2 separate regions of the Macaca mulatta genome follow, and region 2 is linked to region 1. Evidence: chromatin contacts called from public Hi-C data. All regions are on one chromosome and are shown on one strand. The core of a region is the stretch at or near the end of the contact, and the rest is flanking DNA. Distances in the headings are between cores, read along the strand shown.

The links. Hi-C and Micro-C count contacts between places; a contact is called where the count stands out from the background.
Region 2: a Hi-C map of cortical neurons shows a contact between it and region 1, with 3 times the contacts expected there. The contact joins the promoter of CFAP206 here to the promoter of SLC35A1 in region 1. A contact is called at or near these places in 2 of 14 Hi-C or Micro-C datasets (cortical neurons and fetal cortex germinal zone).

Annotation. Positions count from the first base shown.
Region 1 is chr4:98,446,268-98,451,312 of T2T-MMU8v2.0, reverse strand. It overlaps SLC35A1 (solute carrier family 35 member A1), which reads left to right and starts at 2,123. Exons shown (of 8, transcript NM_001266759.1): 1 at 2,123-2,173. The coding sequence starts at 2,158.
Region 2 is chr4:98,512,055-98,517,066 of T2T-MMU8v2.0, reverse strand. It overlaps CFAP206 (cilia and flagella associated protein 206), which reads left to right and starts at 3,723. Exons shown (of 13, transcript XM_001089007.4): 1 at 3,723-4,077. The coding sequence starts at 3,971.

The DNA of each region.
Region 1 (5,045 bases), core at 874-3,373:
CTTTTGAGGCAATGAAAATGTATAAGAAAAGTAGGATTCAACAGCATGATGTTATGTGAACCAGAAATGCCACAAAAATGGCTCAGCAGCGTTTGATCCACCACCTTAATTGGGATCTCCCTCTCTCTCTGTGTGTGTGTGTGTCTGTCTGTAAAATGCTCTTCCTCACCAGAAGGAATGATAGTTCCTAGTTGATTCTACCACCTAGGACAGGAAACAACAAAACCTCTTCTTGTTGCCAGAAATTAAAACATGCTTCAAAAAGCTAGTGCAGGCCAGGTGTGGTGGTTCACACCTGTAATCCCAGAACTTTGGGGGGCTGAGGTGGGAGGGTTGTTTTAGGTGGGGAGTTTGAGAACCAGCCTGGGCAACAAAGTGAGATGCCCCCACCCACAATCTCTACAAGAAGACAAAAAGAAAAAAAATAGTAAAAACAGTTGGTGCAGGCTTAAAAACACAGGCAGGCTTACAAGGGCCTTTTGGAACAATTGAGCATTTAGAAATTACACTTAATTGAGGTAAGTTGACACTATAATGATGGTCCAAACTGGGAAGAGAGAAACCATACAAAGCAGTAGCTGTAAAACAAAGGAAGGACTGTATGATAGAATATTTTTAATTTTTAAAATTAATTTCGAGTACATATATGACTTTTCTGTTTAAATGTATGCATAAGTACATACACAGGAGAGAACTGAACAATTCTACAAGTAGAAACTATACCAATTACGGTAAGGGAAGATTAGTACCAGTGAGCACACTCATTACCAGGTAGAGGAAGAGTCCAACACTATTCCAAAATGAGATTCATCAAATGTCTGCCTCTACAAAGTCAACTCTGGTCTCCTGGGAGCCCCTCCCAATATTAATATGATGCCAATAAGGCATGCAAAATGTTCCAAGAAGGTTAACAGACCAGATATATCTATATGTATATTTAACAAGACAATGGTATATAACATTCACCACTCAACCCTCTAAAAGGACAATTTTGGAGAAAGAACATGCTGCAGAAGGTGTGGGCTGCTGGGCAGCTCAGAATCTTGCATCGCTATTCCTGTAAGTGCTGAGGTATTTTCATAGTATTTTAAACCAATACACATATCTGGAACATCATTTATTTCACCAATGAATTATTTCTAATATCAATTATGATAATTAACATCCCCTAGTGAAAGTGGAGATTATAGTGGTTAAAATGCCTGTTGATACATCTACTTTTTTTTTTTTTTTTGAGACGAAGTCTCGCTGTGTCGCCCAGGCTGGAGTGCAGGGGCGCGATCTCTGCTCACTGTAATCTCCCGAGTTCAAGTGATTCTCCCGCTTCGGCCTCCTGAGTAGCTGGGATTACAGGTGCGAGCCACCACGCCCGGCTAATTTTTTGTATTTTTAGTAAAGACGGGGTTTCGCCATATTGGCCTGGCTGGTCTCGAACTCCTGACCTTAGGTGATTCATCCGCCTCGACTTCCCAAAGTGCTGGGATTACAGGCGTGAGCCACCGCGCCCGGCCGATACATCTAATTTTTTTTAAAAGGCCCTTTTGTTGTCCGAAGATCATTCGTTAGAATGTCTAGCTGGGTAAATATAACCAATGACAATGCTGACGATATGGAACAGGCACAAGACGTTTGAACAATATGTAGCATAAATTATAACTTATCTAGAACACAAGGTAACAGTGGAAGATAATGAGCTAGGTGGAAGTTACAAATGTTGCCGCAAGTAGTTTTTGTTACTTTACGAGTTCTGGGAGCTTCTCTAACAGCTTTGACAGGAGTGAATCCCTAAGGCTAAACCCAAATCCTTATCTGCCGCCTACTCACACCTTTGTGAGGACTACGATTCCCAGAAGGCAGCGCTCCCTTCACTCAGCCGGCGGGGAGCCGCAGTTTACAGAACCACCTCCCCAACCGAATTTCACACACCTGTCACTTAGGACGCGGCCGGGAAGGCCTCCCTTCGATCCGCGTTCTCCCCATTTTGGGGTGTAGTTCAGATTCCTGAAACCAGTTTTAGCGCGTGGCCGACCGGGAGGCCGGCGAGGCGCTCTAGGCCGAGCGGCTTCGTCTCTATGACCACAAGGGGCGGTCCCTGGTGTCCTGCGCTGGGGCGCGGAAGGGGCGGGCGTCAGTTCCGCGCTGGGCTATCGGGGAACCATGGCTGCCCCGAGAGGTGAGGACTGGGGCTGCTGGGAGTGGGAAGTCTGAGGGGGGCGGCGGCGGTCTAGCATCTGCGCTGGTCCGCGCCTGTCGAGCAGCGGAACACCCTGGTTGCCCACGGCCTCTGCGGCCGGGCTGAGGCGTCAGGAATTTGCGTGGAGCTGCTCCCGGCCGTCCGGGCAGCCGGCCTCCCCCTGCGGCTGCAGTCTCCGCGCCTGACTCCGCGTTTGGCAGGTCGGCAGTCCGAGACCGCGCTGACCTCCACTAGCTGGGAGTGGGTGGGAACCGAATTCTGACAGGCCTGGGTTGCGGCGGACCCGGAGAGGGGCCAGGGCGTGGGTCCGGGGCTGGACCGCATCGCCCAGCGAGACAGGACAGTTCTTGGCCCTGGCCCCGCGACTTCGGTGTCTTCTGCGCCTCCTGCCTTGCGGATGCTCAGAGACTTAAAGGCAGACTCCGGGCGCAGACCCCACGCGGCGGCTGGGCCATGCAACAACCAGTAAAGACATCATTGGGACGTCAAAACAGCACTGAAATCGTAATGAAAGGAAGATAACAATCGTTAACAGTTCCCACCTGTGTGCTGTATGTAATTATAGAGAATGCTGTATGCAGTTAGAAGGAACACTCTGATATTTGTGGTGGAAGGTGAGAGCCACCTCCCTCCTCCTAAGGGATGGCACATTTGGGTGAAGGCGTATTTGTTTACTAATTGGCATTTAAGGAGGGCGAGTCTAATTGACTCCGCACCACTTTTGCTGAGCAGTGTAAGTTGGGACCAGAGGTGGATTTTTTGACTGTGGTGCATTAACTAGGAGAAGTTGGACAACACTCGGATTCTTGCTCCACCCTTCCTCCATAGAACACTTGGCTTCACCCTTGAATAAATATTGAACGAATACCTAAGGAATATCTTCTTACGTGGGTGTCAAGTTATTTTCCCTGTTGCGAGGTCCATGTTTATCATCAGGCCCTGCCCAGGGGCATTGTCTTTAATTGCATATGCTTCTCTTATGTCTTCTTTCTGTTTCATTTCAAATAAGTCCAATCTTAAAAGCCTTTTGTGTAGCAACACAGGAAATAAAGGAAAAAGAAATAGAATTGTTCTGATAACTAAAATGGAATGGGGATAGCAAAATTGATCCGAACGAAAACTTATAAATAACAGAAGTCAAATCATTACTTGAAATAGCTGCAACAATGTAAAGGTTTAGGCTTATTGCCAATACATATTTGTTGAGGCTTGATTGTAATCCTAACAAAATTACAGTTTCTATAGCTTCCGAATATCCACAAAAGATTTATCTGGGACTTCCTGAATTTCTAAGTTCTTAGGTATTACAAGTAATGTCCCCATAAACTATAGTAAAACGTAACTGAAAAAAATTTTAAACTGTAAGTTTCTTTTGAGGGACATTTCCACACAAATACTGTGTAGGAGTAAACAGAACTTCGTGAGAAGCAGAGAACAATGCAGGGTTAAGATGTGGCTGCCAGTTGAGTTGTTGGCTAGGTTTATAGTTACTGGCATTGGGTGTGGTTTGAATGATTTGCCCAATTTGAAGTGATTACATATGGACTTTTGATATTACCCTAAAATAACTGAAATTGCTAATAACTGAAATTTTATACTGGAGAATTTGTGAATGGAGTGAACAAGAAATAGTTTAGTCTGATGTTAAACTGCCAGAGAAAATCGTACTTAAAAACATTTAGTATTTAAAAGTTGAAATACATTTAAAACTGGTATTCCATATCAAAGCCCAATCTGTTTTGCACATTCCTAAACTTATTTGATTACTCTTCCACTTAGATCAGTAGTTTCAAGAGTATAATATATATTCCTATGTAATCACTATGCAAAAAGCTATTTTTTCAAGTTAGTGACAATATTATAAGTCAAAATATGTTTGTAGGCCATCAATATTTGGTTTAGTGTTTAAATATTCACTATGTTGTTTTTGGAATCAGGAACCTATGCAATACCTAAAATAAAGTACTTTTTAGTTTATCAGCCCTAATCTCTGTTATTTGTGAAAATGTTGATAATCTAGGACATGAGTTGTCAAACTTTTCCTGTAAAGGGCTGGATAGTCTCTTCATAACTACTCAGATCTGCTGTTGTAGGGGAAAAAAGGTAGTCCGGATAACTTAGAAACAAATGAGCATGGCTATGTTCTAATAAAACTATTTATGGACACTAAAATTTGAATTTCATGCAATTTTCATGTATCACAAGATGTTACTACATTTTTAATCAAGTATTTAAAAATGTAAAACCATTGTGAGTTCACAGGCCTCATGTAAACTAGTGACATATATAGTTTGTTCACCCCTTATCTAGAAGATGGGGAGTGCCTTCTCTTCCACTGATTAAAGGTTATTGCTGTTTATTTTTGCAGTCATATTTTTTCCCTTGTGTAGGAAAGTTTTAGAACGAAGGAATTATTATAGTGATCTCCTTCACTTCCTTTTTTATAAACACTGATTTTTGGCTCCTCAGATCTTTTGGAAAGAAAGTTTAAGCAGTTAAAAAATATTTCTTCTGTTTTACTTTTTATTTAAAACCTGATATGATTTTTAAAAATTGCCAACAAATCAGAAAAGATTCTTTAATTCACTCGGGAAAATATTTATATTGAAGAACCTGTTTCCTTGGAAGTTCCAACCATACCGTATCTAATCTATTTGAAACTCCTGTTTTATTTTCCTAGGAAAACAGTCTTTGAATTGTGATTAGGCTCCCAAAACAGTGAACAAAATTGTACTTAGCATATAATGTAGTTAAAGTAGCAGGCTGGAGTCACCCGGTGTCCTTCTGGTTCTTAACCTGGGGTTGTCAAAGTATGGCTGTGGAAAGCCTAAAATATTTGTTTCTGGCCCTT
Region 2 (5,012 bases), core at 2,474-4,973, 64 kb before region 1:
TGGGATTACAGGCACCCGCCACCATGCCCAGCTAATTTTTTGTATTTTTAGTAGAGACAGCATTTTACTATGTTGGCCAGGCTGGTCTCAAACTCCTGACCTCAGGCGATCCACCTGCCTCAGCCTCCCAAAGTGCTGGGATTACAGGCCTCAGCCACCGCGTCCGACTCAATAAAAAATTATTAAACATGCTAAGAAGCTCAGTTCATCTGAGCTTAAAACTTCTTAAAGTCTTAGGAAAAGGAAAAATATGTAACTCTCTCTTTAAAAGTTGAATAGTTTGTGACATACTAAAATCACTTAATCAGAAGAAATTAATTCTACAATGTTCTTAAAGGCAATCTTTCAGCTTTTAGATAAAAAACATTTGATAAAATGGGGTTCACTTCTTCTAGAAAGACTTCTATCACAATTGTACTTTAAGACTGTTTTATGTAGATTTGTAATCTGGTGTTCTGAAACAACATAAAGCTTGGTTTCTCTTTTAACAAAACTGAGACAAGTTCTCATGCCTTCTTTTTCTCAAGGTAAATATATCCAATTCTATCTTATTCTGACAACATTTTTCTTATCATTCTCTGGATGCACTCTGGTTCTTCCATGTTTTTTAATTAAATGCCGTTGCTGCCATGTTAAAACTAGGAATAATTAGTTCTACAAAGACTAGAAGTCCAATAAACCATGGGAGTATAAAATACATTGTCATAGTTGATGTTGTCAATAATAACCATGATAAAGGTCACAAAATACTAGTATGTAAAGTTTATGAATCCTTTTATCTATGTCAGATGCTGTGCTAAGTGCTTCATGAGGGCTATCTCATTTTACTCTCACAACTCTGTGAGATAGATGCCATTGTTTTCTCTGTTTCATAAATGAGAAATTTAGATCACCGAAAGGTTTATAAATGAACTCTTTCCACAATTATACTGTATAATAAGCCACTCCAAAACTCAGTGGTTTAAAACAATACTCATTCATTATCACACATCTACAGGTTGACTGGAGTTTGGCGGGTCTAGGCCTGGGCCCCAGTTGGGCATCTCTGCATCTTACTAAAAGATCGGTTCAGGCAATTCTGTGCCATATGCATGTCATTCTGGGACCAAAGAGCTTGCTAGGGTATGTACTTCTCATGGCAATGACACAGGCACAAGAGAGAAAGCAGAAATATGGGGTCTCTTAAGGCCTTGGATCTGATTTGGCACACTGTTACTTCACCACAACCCATTGGTCAAAGCAAGTCACACAGCTAAATTCAAAATCAAGGATTGGGGAAGTATACCCCACCAAAGTCCATGGCAAGGGTGTGGATGCTAAGAGGCATGAAGGATTAGGTAGAATAATTCAATGTAGCACAAAACGCTCAATAATACTTCCAAAGTCATACCCATTGTGGCAGTCAGGGATTCAGTTTGGCTGAATGTAGCAGAAAACCCAAATAACAGTAGCTTAATAAAATAGGGGTTTATCTTCTCTCATGCAAAGTCTGGAGATAGCCAGTCAAGAAGCTGATAGGGCTGTTCCATGACATTACCAGGAACTCAGGTTCCTTTTTCGTTTCTGTTCCACCATCCTTAAGATGTGACCCTCATGTTTATGTTCACAACAAGGCTGCTGGAGCTTCAGCCCCATATTCTCATTTCAAGTAGAAAGAAAAGGAAAGGCAACAGACATAAAATGGAAGTACACCTCATCCAGAGATTATACTTATATCTCATTGGCCAGACCATGTCACAGGCCACGCTCACTGAGAAAGAGGTTGAGAGATTTTTTTTTTTTTTTTTAAGAGAACACTGTCATTCCCAACACAGGGTTAAATTAGTAATAAAAAGAGAAGAAAACATTGACATTAAGTAGGAATTAACAGTATCAAACATAGGGAGTATTTGTGCCAGAATTTGCCCATTAGTTTAAAACTATACTTAAGATGATATGATTCTTACCATCTTAAAAAATATTTAATATTCTGGCCGGGCGCGGTGGCTCAAGCCTGTAATCCCAGCACTTTGGGAGGCCGAGACGGGCGAATCACGAGGTCAGGAGATCGAGACCATCCTGGTTAATACGGTGAAACCCCGTCTCTACTGAAAAGTACAAAAAACTAGCCGGGCGAGGTGGCGGCGCCTGTAGTCCCAGCTACTTGGGAGGCTGAGGCAGGAGAATGGCGTGAACCCGGGAGGCGGAGCTTGCAGTGAGCTGAGATCTGGCCACTGCACTCCGGCCTGGGCGACAGAGCGAGACTCCGTCTCAAAAAAATAAAAAAAAAAAAAAACAAAAAAAAAACAAAAAAAAATATTTAATATTCTAATATATAATATATGCTCATGGAAGACATTTTGGTAGCTATCTTAAAGTACAAAGAAGACAAATCAGCCATAAGCCATTACAAAGATACAACCACTGTTAAAATTTTGCTATCTCACCTTCCTTTGGTTGCTTTACCTTGTATACTTACAGTATATTTGTATATGTAAATTGGGCTCATTCTCTACAAATAGCCAGTCTCATCTCCCTAGTATTTTAAAATTTTGTTTTATAGATCATAAGACAATATATACTCATTATGGAAAAATCTAGAAAAAACAGAAAAGTATAAAGAAATAAAAATACTTTACCTATAATTCCATCCTTAGATCTAATTCCTTGCTGTGATTTTGAAAAAATGACTTATACACTTTTTGTGCATTATATGTACGTCAATATAGTTTAAGTCATATTATATATAAATTTTGCATTTGGCTTTTAAAAAGTATAAGACAAACACAAGGTTTTTATTAACATAATTTTAAATACCTGCCCGACGTTTTACTTAAATATCGTGTTTAGATTTCCAAGGTTGTGGTATTATAAATCATGTTACTCTGAACATCTATTTTTACACAAGCTTCATCCACATTCCGGGAACATTTTCTAGAAGGTGGAAATAAAATTGTGTTATATTATGATGTGTATTCTTGAGTTTTTGTGTTTATTCATTTCCTAGTAATCAGGGAATGTCCTTAAGCAAAGCATATTCTGCATGTTTGTTTGCAGTTTGAGAAAAGTTACTGTTTAAAAATAAAACCTTGTTGTTTGATGCTCTCCTTCTAATGCGTATTTAATCCTTTTTCACACTTTCAGGTCTGAAGGTGGGCCTAACGACATTATCGTTAAGGGATAAAACTTCATTATTTTGACTCGGACACTAATGTGTTCTTATCATGTGCTTCTTGAATGAGTTTTCTCTTCGGGCATTTTGGAGCGTTCTGTTGCAGACTTCCTTTGAACAACGGGACATGAAATAAAACCTCGATACTTTTTACTTTTGTTTTTTAAATCTAGATACTTTTACAAGAACTCTATTTGGCCGGGCGCGGTGGCTCAAGCCTGTAATCCCAGCACTTTGGGAGGCCGAGACGGGCGGATCACGAGGTCAGGAGATCGAGACCATCCTGGCTAACACGGTGAAACCCCATCTCTACCAAAAAATACAAAAAACTAGCCGGGCGAAGTGGCGGGCGCCTGTGGTCCCAGCTACTCGGGAGGCTGAGGCAGGAGAATGGCGTAAACCCGGGAGGCGGAGCTTGCAGTGAGCTGAGATCCGGCCACTGCACTCCAGCCTGGGCGACAGAGCCAGACTCAGTCTCAAAAAAAAAAAAAAAAAAAAAAAAAAAAAAAAAAAAAAAAAAGAACTCTATTTGTCCAGGATACAGCCCTTCCGTTTTCCCAGCCTCTCCAACTGGCTCCTCCCTCTCCCCGACCCCGCTTTCAAAGCCGCCCCATCGTTCCCACGCTAGCGAGTTAATGTCCTTATTTACGAGAACTTGTGTTTCACAGTCTTAACCACGGAGGTTAAGATGTCTCTGCCTGGAATTTCTTTGTTTTTAAAGTTTTTCCAGCCCATCTTTCGCGGAAAAGACCCTCAAAGTGGGACCCAGCCCCGCCCCCACCTGGCCCCACCCCATCTGGTCCGGAGCCTTCCATCTCCATGGTTACGCGGCGGTTGCTGCGAGAGCCCAACTGCCCCGACGGTCGCGGTGAGGGCCCCAGGACAGAAGCAGACAGACACGGCTCCTGCTGTCGATTCCGATCCAGGTCAGCCTACTCGGGGCTCCGCGCCCTTGACCCGGAGGTGTGTCCCGCCAGGCGGCGAGCGTGGGGCAGCTGGCGGAGCCCGGGCGGCTGGAGGACCGCGTCCTGCCTAGTCGAGACTTAGCTCTCAGTCTCGATCCTTTAGGCTGCGCCGCCGCTGAGCTGGAACAGCGGTCCATTCCCGCCGGAGGCGCCCAGGGCTGCAGGGCGACCCTCTAGCCACTGCGCGGGCGCCTGAGGCCTTCCGCCTCTGTTCCACTCCACTGGCTACCCTAGAAGCCTGACCTCGGGAGACTTAGTAATTGGTGGGTGGATGCGGGGAAGGTGCTGAGCCGCGTCCCTAGCGACCCGGCACCGTTGCGCATGCGCACACAGACCCGGAGCAGGATAGACTCTCCCACAGACTGACACTCGCGCATGCGCTGCTTGCGATCCTGGAGTACTGATTCAAAGCTGTTTTAAGCGATTCCCTTATGCCGCAAACTGTTGTAACCACACAACATATAGGACTAATTTAGTCCTCACGCCTCTGGAAAGAAGTGAAACAAGTGCCCAAGATCTCACAGCTAGACAGTGGTCGGGTCACGATGGAATCCAAGCAATCTGGTTTCACTGGACAAAATGCCTCGTGCTTCCGTACCCATCCATCGGAAAGCTAATAATGCTGAGGAGTTGGCTTTATCTACCTGATATTGCCTTTGTTATACTCTACATGCCAAGTTCCATTGTGCTCAGTTACTAATATTCAGGAAAATCAGAAAACTTGGTCAAAACCTGCCACTTTTTCCTTAGAGTAAATGGAATTAATAACCAGGAGTTCATTTTTTTCCATGATGCATAACTCTTACGTTTTGGTTTTTGCTTTTGTGTTTTTTATCGAGAGTCTGAACTCCATTTTAGATGTGCGGAAAAGATTATTTTAATGATCTGAGCAAGAA